Regions from separate parts of the Dromaius novaehollandiae genome. Here region 1 is linked to region 2. The links are chromatin contacts, called in public Hi-C maps. All regions are on one chromosome and are shown on one strand. The core of a region is the stretch at or near the end of the contact, and the rest is flanking DNA. Distances in the headings are between cores, read along the strand shown.

Evidence for each region. Hi-C and Micro-C count contacts between places; a contact is called where the count stands out from the background.
Region 1: a Hi-C map of ovary shows a contact between it and region 2, with 4 times the contacts expected there. The contact joins the enhancer-like site here to the promoter of MBOAT1 in region 2. A contact is called at or near these places in 3 of 4 Hi-C or Micro-C datasets (brain, liver and ovary).

What each region holds. Positions count from the first base shown.
Region 1 is chr2:97,114,097-97,120,103 of bDroNov1.hap1, reverse strand. MBOAT1 (membrane bound O-acyltransferase domain containing 1) reads right to left here. Exons shown (of 13, transcript XM_026113500.2): 13 at 3,973-5,881. The coding sequence ends at 5,749. Among named protein-coding and RNA genes, the nearest start is that of MBOAT1, 59 kb to the right of the region's middle. Within about 2 kb of position 3,528, at least 1 of the 2 cell types and tissues checked has open chromatin away from gene starts, as enhancers often do.
Region 2 is chr2:97,052,602-97,059,512 of bDroNov1.hap1, reverse strand. It overlaps MBOAT1 (membrane bound O-acyltransferase domain containing 1), which reads right to left and starts at 1,412. Exons shown (of 13, transcript XM_026113500.2): 1 at 1,240-1,412. The coding sequence starts at 1,329. It overlaps LOC135327534 (a long non-coding RNA gene), which reads left to right and starts at 329. Exons shown (of 5, transcript XR_010387809.1): 1 at 329-593; 2 at 795-884; 3 at 2,531-2,886; 4 at 4,394-4,464.

The sequences.
Region 1 (6,007 bases), core at 2,279-4,778, 58 kb before region 2:
CCTAAGTAGAGATGCATAATTATGCCAGATTCAACACTGGATGAGCCTCCTTAGCTTTGTGCCCACTGCATTGTGTCCACGGACACTCAGCCCCAAAGAAGAGATCTTAGTAGTTCTGTGACCCATTTTATAAAGAAAACACCTCTAAACCTAAACTGCACCATCTGCTGCGCACTGGAAAGTGTCACTGAAGAGAACTGGGGCAAAAAAAATACAGAGTCACAGAAAGGTAAATCAATTAATATATTGAGAATACAGTCAGCTAATCTGTTCCTATACTCATGTTATTCACCACATCTGTGACATATATAATTAAATGCAAACTCAAGATATCTCCCTGATTAGATATAAAATAGTCACAAAACACCAGCTTTCTCAAGCACAAACACATAAAAAAAATTAAAGGAGCAAAACTAAACTGCATTAACACTGGCATCACCAAGGCAAGAATAAACAGGCATCATTACAAAGAGAAATCCATGTATTTCAGAGCAGTAACCACCTTATTTCACCATCTTAAAATGTTTCTGATGAAGAGGGGTGCCAGTTTCCATCACTGGACAATTCAAGTGCTGCTCTGCACGTAAGGGGGCCCTGCCCAAGTTTCTCTTTGCCCTGTCCTGCAGTGGCTGGGTCCCTCTCGGTGTGCTCCCAGGTCCTTCCCGATGCCGCCAGGCACGGTGTGCATCTGTACAGCGTCTGACAGAGACTCCAGATCTGCTGCCTGCCGTCCCTGCAAGGTCCCTTGGACAGGCAATAAATCAGGTCTTCAGGGCAGTCTCAGGGCACCTTTCACAGCTTCTCCCTCATGCTGTGGTTCCCTTTCCACAGGCAGTACTTAAGTGAACTTGAAGTGAAACACTTAAGATGTTTTTAAGACAAATTAACACCCTCTTTGCCACCTGTAAAGCTGCATTTCCTTCTGTAATATTATTTTTGCCCCATCTAACTAGGTCTTCAATTTCTCTCTCCCTTCTGCCCCCGAACAGACACAAGTCCCTGCTACAGCACATGTGGAAACCCACACCCAGTCAGCTGGCTGCACTGCAGCAAAACCACCCAGCTTTGTCAGAGTGCCCCCGCCAGACTACTCAAATCTCCACTCGTGTGTTAGCCAAGGTCCACTCACCCGCAGAGGGCACTACTTGTAAACGTAACCCAACAACTGCATTTCCACTTTGCATCACGCCGACACTCAGAAGGCAGCAGGTTCCAAGAGCAAATCGACCTGCTTGCTGCATGTTATTACTGTCACGTCTAAGAAGAAAGGGAGCAGTGGTCTGATGATGTACAAAAGAATGCGTTTTTAAACTACATACTGTGCATTTCTACACATGCTGAGATGTCAAGAGAGGCTTCCCACTACGTATCACAGTGCAATGCTGCTAGTCCACATGAGCTGAAGTATATCGGTTCAGAGACGTAAGAAAACAGAATCATACCTAAAAGGACATTTCAATGTGTAATTGTGGACATCATTTTGTCTTGGGCAAGGATGAGAACAGACATGCTCTTCCTCTGCCCACAACACATGGGCCATAGGCATCCCTCGTAACACACTCTTAAATATTAAAGCCAAGTTTGCAGCCAGTCCCTTTACTCCAGCAAGTGGACTATTTTTCTGCAGTTTCCAATTCAGGGATAGGCTTTACATGGCAGAGATACTGACCTCACTGATAGGAATTTTACCACTGGACTTCCTTGGGGTCAGGATTTCTCCTTGTATTTCTAAGAAATGATCCAGACCTTGTTTGCACATGTAAATGTAGGTTCAGCAAACAGAGGTAAATACAGGTTTACACAAACACCTACCATTAGAGCAAAAAGTCTACAGCCTTCTTACCCACCTACCTCATTTTAAATGATGCAAAAATCCAAGCTATGTGCAATGTATGCATGCAAAACAGAGAAGCCAGAAAAGGAGGAAAAATATCTGCCTACCTTGTATCCCACGTTTTTGCTGCCTCCATTGCTTGGCATGCTCCAAGGGGACATGCAGGAATGTAATCAAGGCGGGCGGGCAGGGGGAAAGCTTGCAGGGCAGTAAAGGAAAGTACTTCGTGCCTCCAAGTCCACTGAGGAAATTGCTGAGTTGTTGCTTCTTTAAATACCAGCCCCACAGGATTTTTTCCATGGAGCTGCTGCCCCTTCATTTCCCTTCGTGTATTTGAACGAAGCTGAAATGGAGCTTTGCTCTTCATTCTGTGCCCCCACCCAAGTGTGCCTCAACTTCCAGGTTAGTGTTTGTGCAGCCAAACGAGCTGAAAAGTAGCTGCTGGAATTTGCCCTCAGTCCAAGGAGTGAAGGTTTTTTTGTTTTTGTTTTTTTTTAATATAGATAGAAACACTTTGCCAATCCAGCACAATCTACCTTTTTCATGCCTGTATGATGGTTCCGTATTTCCTTTTCTCTTACAAACCATCAAGATTGTTTACACCTTGAGAATCTCTCCAGGATTCCCATCTCCTCAGCTTTTTACAGCACAAAGAATCCAGAGAGTGATTAGAAACTAGTAACATGTTGGTAATCACAATCATGTACTTTAATCACTGAAGTACACCCTCAAATTACAGTATTCCAATTAGAGAGGAGTAATGCAAGGCCAATACTCGAGTTCCCAACATCATGTATTCATAACCTGAATTTCTACTTTGGCTCTAGAGTTATTTATACCTGTGCAAAGCAGGTGCAAGCCACTATCAAATGAGGAATCTCCTCTGACTGGTAGTGGCTGTTCATGCTCTTCCTTGTGAAGCAAAATTTTCTCCCACTGAGAGGAAGGGACACAAAGACTCAGTACAATGAATTTAGAAAGGTAGTTCAGAGCTGATGGCCTTTTTTCAAAGGAGTGTTTTACAGAGATTTTGTGTTAGCTTTGCAATACTGCCACATTTGTCTAGGTAAGCTGCCTAGTGTAAAGTAACACAGTACAGCAAAGATTTTAGATTGTTTACTTTTTTTCTTCTTTTTTTTGCAGCTTTAAGACTAATACGGTTAGCAAGTTTCCCTGCAATGCATGTTTTGAAAGGCCATTTCAATTTTAATCCATGTAACATATCACATTAAATCCACATGAACGGTTTCCATTGAAGCCCAGGGCTCCTGTTTTCAGTCAGATACACAGGCTGAGAACATGGTATGACGGGTAACAAGAACTTGCTCACTAGCCCTAATTCATCACTTTGTAGAGGCTGAAGCCTACAACAGAAGTGGATGGCACGAGAGTTAAGCAACTTCCATATACACAAAAATGCCACAAAAAAAGATATGCATTGATAAAATCTGGCCTTTCTTGAACCCAGGGTTCACAGGCCCTGAATGGGGAGATCTCAGAGCCCAGAGCACCAAATGTAAGGGTGAGGGGGGATGGAAAAATGTGGGCAAGGGGGGGAAAGAAAGGCTAACTCCAGCCCAGGCAGACCCCCACCAGGCAAATGGGAGGCTTGTGCAGCCCCCCCTTCCCCTCTCTACCTGGGCTCTCAACCCCTGGGCGAGCGACCTCAGAGGTTTGGGCAAAACTCCCACAACGTCCACACGGGTGCGTTGCAGATCGCGCGGTCCAGCTAACAGAGGAGCCGGAGGGAATTTTGCAAAACTTCGTCTCCTTTCTCCCTCAAGGAATGGCAGCGATTACATCCAGCCCTGTGGGATTAGCTTTAGTGAGCCACAGAGCTGTCACAGCAAATCTTTAAATAAAATGTCCCCGAGATGCAACACCAAACACTACTACGAGACAAGGATAAGTAAGGAGGGGCCAAGTTAAGGACAGTTCCTGCTTCCACTAAAATAAACGGAGGTTGTCTTGTCTCCGTTTCAACAGGAGCAGGATCTCAAGTGTATCTGGTCTGTAAAATTTGACAGTCCTGAATAGCTCCCTTCACATGCGTGAGTGATTTTCTCATGAGACACAGGCTCATTTATCCATCTCCACATTTGACTTTCATTAATAATACCAGCAGTGACACAAAGCAATTTGTTTATTCAGATCCATCTTTTAATACCATCTCGCCTTCAAAATAAATTACCAAATAAACTCTTCCATGAAATATGCTCTGAATCATGAGGTGGTCACAGGACAAAATCTTTCCACCAGAAAATAAGAAAATCAAACATTTTTAAAACTTGTTTTGGTTTCACTGAGTTGTTTCCTTCCCAACATAAGGATTCTGCAAAATTTTAATCCAACACAAAAATCAGAATGCAATAAACAGCAGATTCTTTGCTCACTCACACTTCATTTCAGTGACATCTCCCCCCCCCCCCCAAAAAAAAAAGAAAAAAGAAAAAAGAATACCAATACTTTACAAGGGAATTGCTTCTAAAAATCCTGAGAAAACCACTCCTGGAAAACAGTAAAGCTTTTCTTTCTCTCTCTTTTTTTTTTTTTTTTAATATTTTAGTTCTTCTGAAGTGTCTTATTAGTCTATTTTGCAGGGTTAAGTGGATTTAAAAAATAAATAAAAAACTGACACAGCATTTTGCAGCAAGTTATTTCAAAGCACTATAAGCCCTTAGAAATTAAACCTTACAACATCCCTGTAAGCTTTGGATTTTACAAGCAGAGAAACTCACACCAAAAAGTTAAGTGGCTTGTCAAGATCATATAAGGACTTGGTGTTGACTCTTGTCATGATCACATCATGTAATACTCCTTGTTTCGTACAGAATTATTTATTATGACTATAATAATTATTGTTCCATTTTCATTTTAGTGTTAGATGTCTGGAAAGAAACTCCCCCACAAGACAGGATGCTTCTGTGCAGAACAGTCTGATCTATTGCTAAACTTTTCGTGTAGAACAGGCTGACCTATTACTAACCTTTTTCAGATTTAACCCACAACTGTGAGTTTTAACAATCTAAACCTGCATGGCTTCTGTTAGTTCAATCACAACATGGAAATGCTACATCGCTCTGAAAGTGCAAAGTAAGGCTGAAGGAGCAACGAGCAGCAGCTGCATTAACAGAGAAGCCTGATCCTACAGATCACAGGGTATTGCTTTATTTTTACTACTCTGGGTTTCTCCCTTTTGTGTTGCTTTTCCTTGGCTTTAGGTTTTGGCCTAGCCAGTTGACAGTGTTCCCAGACACCAATTCCCAAGGGACTCGTCTTGCCCTCATACCAGCAGATGTCACATTGAGGGAGGTGAAATATCCTTGCTGCCGAGCTCAGGCTGGAGTCCCTGCGCTGGGGATTGCTGGGGAATGCCCAGCTCCCTCTTCTCCCTGCTGGAGCAGAAGTCAGCACCAGCACATTGAGCACTTCCATTTCTGTGGTTCTCTATGTGCACCATCTCTCTTCTTTGCCAAGATATGAAAAGCTGTCTCACCAGCTGCCCTGAGCACCAGGCTACTAAGCAGCTGATCTAACTCTTTACTAGGTACTTCCTGGCCCTTTAATCACAATATTATTGTTTAATAATGGTATGTTTCTGTAAAAGAGCAAAAACACCTCTCTGTGTGAAAAAGTTTAAATATATAAAAACACTTCATAAAAATATTTATTAAAAAAAAAAATCAAAATGCCCCTAGAGCCTGTAAAAGTTGCCCGTAAAACTCTTACCTGGATTTATCTGAAACACAGTCTTTCTGGCTCTTTTCTGCCCTGTCCAGTAGGGTTTTAAGATGAGCAATAGTAATGCCATTTGTCTTTGCAGCTTGTCCCTCCCCCCTCCCTTTTTTCTTCTTCTTTGTTTGTTTCCAATATGACAGTTCTCATCCCAACGTCAACGGTTTTCTTTGGAGATGTCATTTGTCTTTGTTTTTAACGGAGTTCTGCATGACCTGATTCTGAGGCCTTCTTACGGAGTGAGCTTGAGGTCTGACTGGTAACACTAGCAACACCAGGATGCTTAGGATGTGCATGTGAAAATACATAGACCTAGAAAGAAAATACGGAAGACAAAATTACACTCTTGTTGTCAATAAAACAAATGTTAGGAATTGTACAGCCTCAACAGTGCGGAAGGCAGCACTAAAGGGTAAACGCAGAAAGTAAGAACCTGAC
Region 2 (6,911 bases), core at 163-2,662:
ATGGTTCCTTTAGTGTTTCTGTACTCATCAATCTTAGGCACAGACCACCTTGGAAAAGAAACTAACACCATCCATGCCCCTTCTCCTAAATTAAAGTATTAATTTATAGAAGATATCAAGCCCTGATTCTTTGAGGATCTGAATGTTAAGAAATCTCTTAAAAACAAAAAATAATTCAAAAATTCACATTAAAAACTGCTTTCTGTTAAAAAAGGGAAATATCAGTTAAATCAGCATGCTTCGGTGTGGGAGTTGAATCTTTCTACAGCTAATGACACACTTCTTGCTCAACTTTAAAAACAAACAATAGTAAAAATGACACGTAGTGCCAGCTGCTCCGCAAACACAGCAGAAAGCACGTCAGTCCCAAGCTTGTGCTGATTTTTATGGGCAATGTCTCTGCTGCCAAGGTTTCTCAGCGCACAGCTCAGCTTCCTGATAGCTTTGAGGAGACTCTTCTGGTCGGCGCGAACTTCCAGACCTGACTTCCTCGTCGCTGAAAGAACACAGAAGGGGCAGCAGGTGCACGCACGCCTCGCACAGCAGAAGGATGGGGAAAAGAAAGAAAAAAAGAGCGACATTTTCTCTCTCAGGTTAACTAGGAGCCTCTAAAACATTAGAGAGCAACATCTCCAAAAGTGCATTACACTGTTAAACATTTTGCACAACCTTGCTCTCCTGTAAAACTCCTCTAAGTACGCCTGTGTGTTTTACATATCTCTCTACACGCACCTTGCATTTCCAGCGGGCTCTTGTGTTACGCTGAAAAAGGCTTTTGTGTCTCTTTTCCACAGACCCGTAACCATAAGAGCAGTGCCTGAATTCAAAGATCCCTCGCAAGACAGATGCACATTACGGATTCCAGAACAGCTGGCCAGAAAGAGGTAAGCAGCTGAAGGCACTGAACGATTCAAGCACTGCAAACTTTCTCGCAGTTAGCACAGTGCTACGCCTTGCAGCATCGCGACTAGCAGCGGAGGCTTCTACTAAGAGCACGGGAACAGCCAGGAAAAATGAAGGACGTTCCGCGCAGCCAGCAGCAGCTTCCACACGAACGCTGCAGCGCGCGAACCCACACGCGATCCCAGCGCCTGCGGGCACCACGCCTTCCCTCTGCCCAAACCCGCGCCCGCGGGAGCCCGCGCCCAACACCCGTTTCTGCCGGAAAACGCCGCCGGGCTGCGGCGGGAGCGCGTCTCGGGGGCGCGCGGGCAGCGGCCGCGGCCCCGGCGCCCCTACCTGGTCCAGGGGGATGCCCAGCAGGGCGCTCAGCGGGTGCAGCAGGGTGGAGCCCGTGGTGCGGTGCGGGTCGCCGCGCGGCTCTGCCATGCTGCATCCCCGCCACGCGCCCACCTGCGCGAGCGCGCACCGCCCCCCCGCGGCCGCCGCCGCGCCGCAGGGGGGCGGGGCCGCCGCGGGGGGCGGGGCCGCCGCCGCGCTCAGCGTTTGTGGGGTGCGCTCGGCTGGGGCGGGCTTGTGCGGAAAGGCGCCGGTAAAGCTTGTCCCCGCGGCGCGGCAAGCCTGAGGTGTCCGTTCGCAGCTGTCCCGAGGACAGGGCTTGGCCACTGAACAGTTGTAGGTTTTGTGGGTTTTTGTTTAACACAACTTTTTTTTTTCCCCAAAGGTCGCTTTTACTGATGTTTTTAATGGAGAATTACCAGACATTCAGCCTGCAGTTCACATTTCTGGAAACCTTACCAGGCGTGTGATCTGGGGAAATAGTGGCTTTTTCTTACTAGGGAAAAAAATGAAAAAGAGAAAGAGTGGGAGTTTTAACTGATGCGTGTAGCCTGTACCTGAAATGTGGCCGTTAAAGGCGGCACTTCTGCCAAGATCACCTATCTGTGAAGGGCTGTTCTTACATGTTCCCCAGGCAGTGTAGTATTGTGTTGTGCAGAAAACTCAGACAACATCGCAAAGTTTGCTGTTCACTTCTCTCTGCTGCCATGTGTCTCGAAACTGAAATCCCCCAGAGGTCCTCTGCCGACCCCGTTTCAGGCTCTCTAACAGGCCGTCATTTTCTCGTCTTCAAATAATTGCCCCTTGTGCAGCTGCAGCTGTAGCAACGGCTTGAAAAGTTAGCGTGCTGTATTCGAAGCGTCATGTGTATTCTGCGCAAGTGCATGCAATGCTGGGAAATCCAGGCAAAAATTGTTCTTGAGGGAAGGGTTTACAGCAACAATGTTCGCTTAACAGTATTGTTATAAGTGGTGTCAAATTATCTACATATATGTATATATATGCACTCACAACACACACACTTACATACAGACACAGTAAGTAGAGAGCAATTTGGGGGGACTGGGTAGCCATGCATAAGATTGCCTAACATTTTCCATTAGAAGTCCCTCTTTCCAGCCTTAGACTCTCTGGATGGAAGTAATTTGTTATGCACACACTACAAATATTTTCAGAGCTTTTTCACTGTGGAAATTTGGTACCTCTGGGATGGGGACTTCATGTTTAGATGTGGTGGTTGTGCTGACACCAAGGAAATGCCTTTCACTTTCTTTGTGAAACTACTCAACAGTGATCAACTGACAGAAGTGTGAGGAAAAGTGCACACAATCCATGTGGTGCCTCAGGAGTTCAGCGTATAACTTCTGTGAAGACCTGAGGCACTCTTCAGTCCCTCAGTTTCTCCGTTTGACTAGCCGCCATCTATTCCTGCCGCTGTAGCAGCAGGATGGGGTATCAGGAGGCTGAAGGCACAGGAACTGAGGAAAGCGTGACTCGCTGTCTGTACTGAATGTCTTTCTGTATTCGATACTCAGCCTTCTGGGCTCTGTGCAGTGTGGACAGAAGATGAAAAGAGCTGCATTGGAAAACAGTTGGAGAAAAAGATGGATAGAAAAAGCCAGGAGCAAGAACACTCAAAGGAGGATGGTAAGTGGGCTAGCACAAGAAGCCCAGTGAGGGGAACTATAGCAAAGTTTGCTAAAGATACGAAGGAACAGAAACAGAGGCGGTTAGGGTTTGGAAGACAGGATTGGGGGTGGAAGCATATGAGCAAGAAGGGGAGGGGGTGGAGGACTGGGGAGGAAATAAAGATAGTAGGATGACAGCACTGGGAAGGGAGACAGGAGGAGCCGAAAGTGAGGAAAAGGGCAGGAAGGAGAGCTGGAATTATTATTAGGCAATTTATTAGCATTAAAAAACATTATTCTTGAAAATCAGTGTTCCTTTTCCTATTTAGCTAATAGGTTTGAAACACATTAGCAATGTACTTGTCAGCTCTTCAACTCAAATTCGTGGAAGGCTAGTTAAACACCATAGAAGAAAAACATAGGTTCTGCCTCCAAACCCAAACTGTCATCAGAAGAGCCTGACTTGATGTCTCTGCAGTACAGTCTTTGGTGCATCTTCTGCTGGCAGAGCTTTATGAGCTTGGTTACAGGGTCATACAAATGTATGGAGGCAGCAGCGCATTCCCAGTCAGGTTGTGCAGAGCCCATGCTACTCAATGTCCTGGAAAGGGAAGCTCCTCTGTAGGAGACACCTGAACTGGCACTGTGTAGAGCCAAGGGACGTCCAGCAGGGCTGAATCCAAGTGAGAGCACAGTCCTCAACCAAAACTGGCTCAGGAAAGGTACTTTTACAATACACTGTGCTTAGACTAGCAGAATCCCCTATGCCCGAATGAGCTTGAATGGACCCAGCTAGAGTATCTTTGTACTGCTCTCATGTTTGATTTATAAACTGAGCAATCTGCTCATGGAAATTGTATGTCACTGTCTTCGTGCCCCCCTTCTCTACTGGAAAGACCACTTAAAAGATGTAAAAGTAGCCATAATATGTCAGACCATAAGTTTATTTAGGTATCTTGTCTCTAACGCTGGCAATTGTGGATGCTTAGACAAGGTATGCGAGAAATGTGCCAAATACAGAGCCATCCTTTCAGCTTGTACTCTCCCAGCTTCTAGCCCTCAGGACTATAGGAACTTCCCAAGTTGGAAACTGCATCTGGAATATCATGTCTAATAGCCACTGATGGGCCTATGTTACATGTCTAATATTTTTAAATTCACTTATATTTTTGGCCTCCACAGTATCCTGTGAGTTCCGCTATTTAATTATGTGCTGTATGAAAAAGTACTTCCTTTTGTTTGTTTTAAAGCAGCTGCCTTGTAATTTCATCGGGTGCCCTCTTGTTCTTGTACTGTGAGAAATAACTGAATAATCATTGCTTAATCACCTCCTCTATGCTATTCATAACTTCATATTCTGATTTGTCTTTTGCCCACCCTGAAGAGTGTATTTAATCTCCCATTATATGGAAGTTATCGATATCTTTGTTCTTCCTTTCCACCTTTTTCTCGATCTATTTTTGAAATGGAGAGACTATGCTGTGGCAACATTATGTTTTGTTCTATATTCCTTCCCTGCTTCCCAGGAGCTCCTAACACTTCATTGTTTTCTATTGGCAAATCATCCCCAGTGACTTGAAGATCTCTCTTCTCAAAGGTAATAGGTAATTTAAAGCCTTTCATGTCTATGTATAGTCAAGAGTTGCTTTTTTCTGTTTGCATTTATCAATATTAAATGTTAACAGTCCTTATATTGCCCACAATGCAATATTGTGAAATCCTTTTGGAACTCTTTATAAACAAGTTTTGACTATCTGAAGTTATTTCATATCCTCGCTAGCTTTGTCATCTGATCTCCTTTTTCCAAAAATGTGTATGCTCAACAGCACAGATTCCATCCTGTTAACTTCCAACTCGACATTTATTCCAGTCCTATCTTTATTACCTTTTAAATAGCTATTAATCCATGAGGAGATTGTCCTTTTCATTCTGTGATTATTTAATTCCTATAGATGAGAAACCTGGCCCAAAACATCCTGGAAATACAAATGTACTTTCTTGACAGAATCACCTTTATCCCATCTTCTTCAGAAACCACTAATAGATTTGCAATGTGTAACTTTTTTACAATGGCTGTATTTTCCCTCATTATATCACAGCTGTCAGGGTGTCTATTCATTCCATCTTTTGTTATACAGTTTCTACCAATAGTTTCTACCAATTTGCACATGGGAGTGCTGTGCTGGTCTGTAATTATCTGGATCTTTCCTGGTCAATATGGTTCTGTATGATGAGTTTTACCGTTCAGTGGAAGCTTTTGTTTTACAATTTAAACGGTAGAAGACAGTTCACTGGAGAACGTAGAGAAGTTGCAAAGACAGTCACTTAATTTAGGAAATGCAGGAATGAAGGTTGCCTGTGTAGCATCCAAGCACAATTTAGCTATATTGTAAGATGCCTAGAATGCTCTCATCAAGAAAAAGGTTGGTCTGCCACCAAAAATCCCTTCTATCTTTTCACAGTTGTGTTAAACTCTAGCCTTGCAAACAGCAATTTTGGAAGAGAACAAAAAAGGTTGGAAGAAGCAGTGGGGAGAAAAAAGCAAGAATTTCATTCTATGGTTAAGGAGATAACAATATGAAAGTGCCCACAAGGTGTCTTACTTGCATGCATGAAACTTAACCAAAGATGACCTAAAAGTTACTACCATGTTCTTTTTCCTTTAGGATGAAGGGGAACATTTTTGTTTTCAAAATTCTGATTCTTTTTGACACTAGAAACTCAGGCATAGGGACCATTGTGGCCTACAGATGAGCTGCAGGTCTAGAAGCATTAAAATATTGCAAGTAATAAAGCTGAACAACTGAAAGAGGAAGTGGTTGGGTATTTTTTTCTAGATGACATCAATACATTTGCATAGGGGTAAAGTCCTAGTATTGATGCCCTTCACCATTACCAAAAGAGAATGTTACCTAGTCATTTATTCTCCTTCAGAGCTCATAGAGTAATGATTTTGAATGTTTTCAAATAATAGAGAATTAGAATCTAATGATACAAATTTAAAGATAACAGAAGTGAGCAGAGGATTACATATACTCCATAGCCTGTGACTCATTCTACCAGCATGAGGCTTTTATTGCCTAGACATGAGATTATTTTGCAACCTGGTTTCTTTTTTGGCTGCTGAGGGGGACTTAATAAAACCAGTATTAACACGCAATGCACACATAATGTTTCCACTTATTGGTTTTCCACTTAATAGTTAATTTTTTCCACTTAATAGTTCAGTGAAAAGAAGATTTATATTTGATCTGTTTGTGAATGCTACAACTCTTTATTCAGGAACATTTTGAGATGTAGCAGAGTCTATATGTAATAGAGCTTGAAACTAAAAACCTGGAAGTGCATTTTGTGATTTATTAAAGTGAGAAATTGCAAAAAATTGAAGTTTAGTAAGAGTTACTCATAACTGATATGAAAAAGGTAAAGACGCATGGAAATCGTTCAGGATCCAGGCGATAGCTATTGGACAACTGCAGATTTCAGTTCAACTACACTGAAGGAAATCAGAAGATGGATTTCATAGAGAAAACAGAAGTTGTCCAGGTGTGTTGAAATAACTTTTTACATTAAAAACAGTTTACATTTAAATTATGATGTTTATATTCTTAAAGGATTTTCAGTATGTTCTTGTAATGGTGACATTCCTTTAAAATTCCAGTTTTAAGATTATTAGGAACCATCAGTGTATTCAGCGCAATTATTTTTACTCATATTAAGTGAAAACAGAGCACAGAGATAATTTAATTATCACAACTTTTCAGCTTCTTTGCACTGTACTTTCACGGGCAGTATTGTTTTTCTTCTAATATCATCCCAGCCTTCACAGAGGAAGTACCTTAGAATTTGTTCTCTTCTACCATCTAGAGGGGAAACTGTACAGCACCTAGAAAGCTCATTTTAACTTTGCCAGAAAGTTAGACAGTGAAACAGTTCCAAATGCTTATATTATTTTTAATTAAAAAAAGAAATGTAATGAATAGAGAAAATTATATTTGTAGTATCTGCATGAGAGTTAGTCAATTCCTAGTGTAAATCAAGATA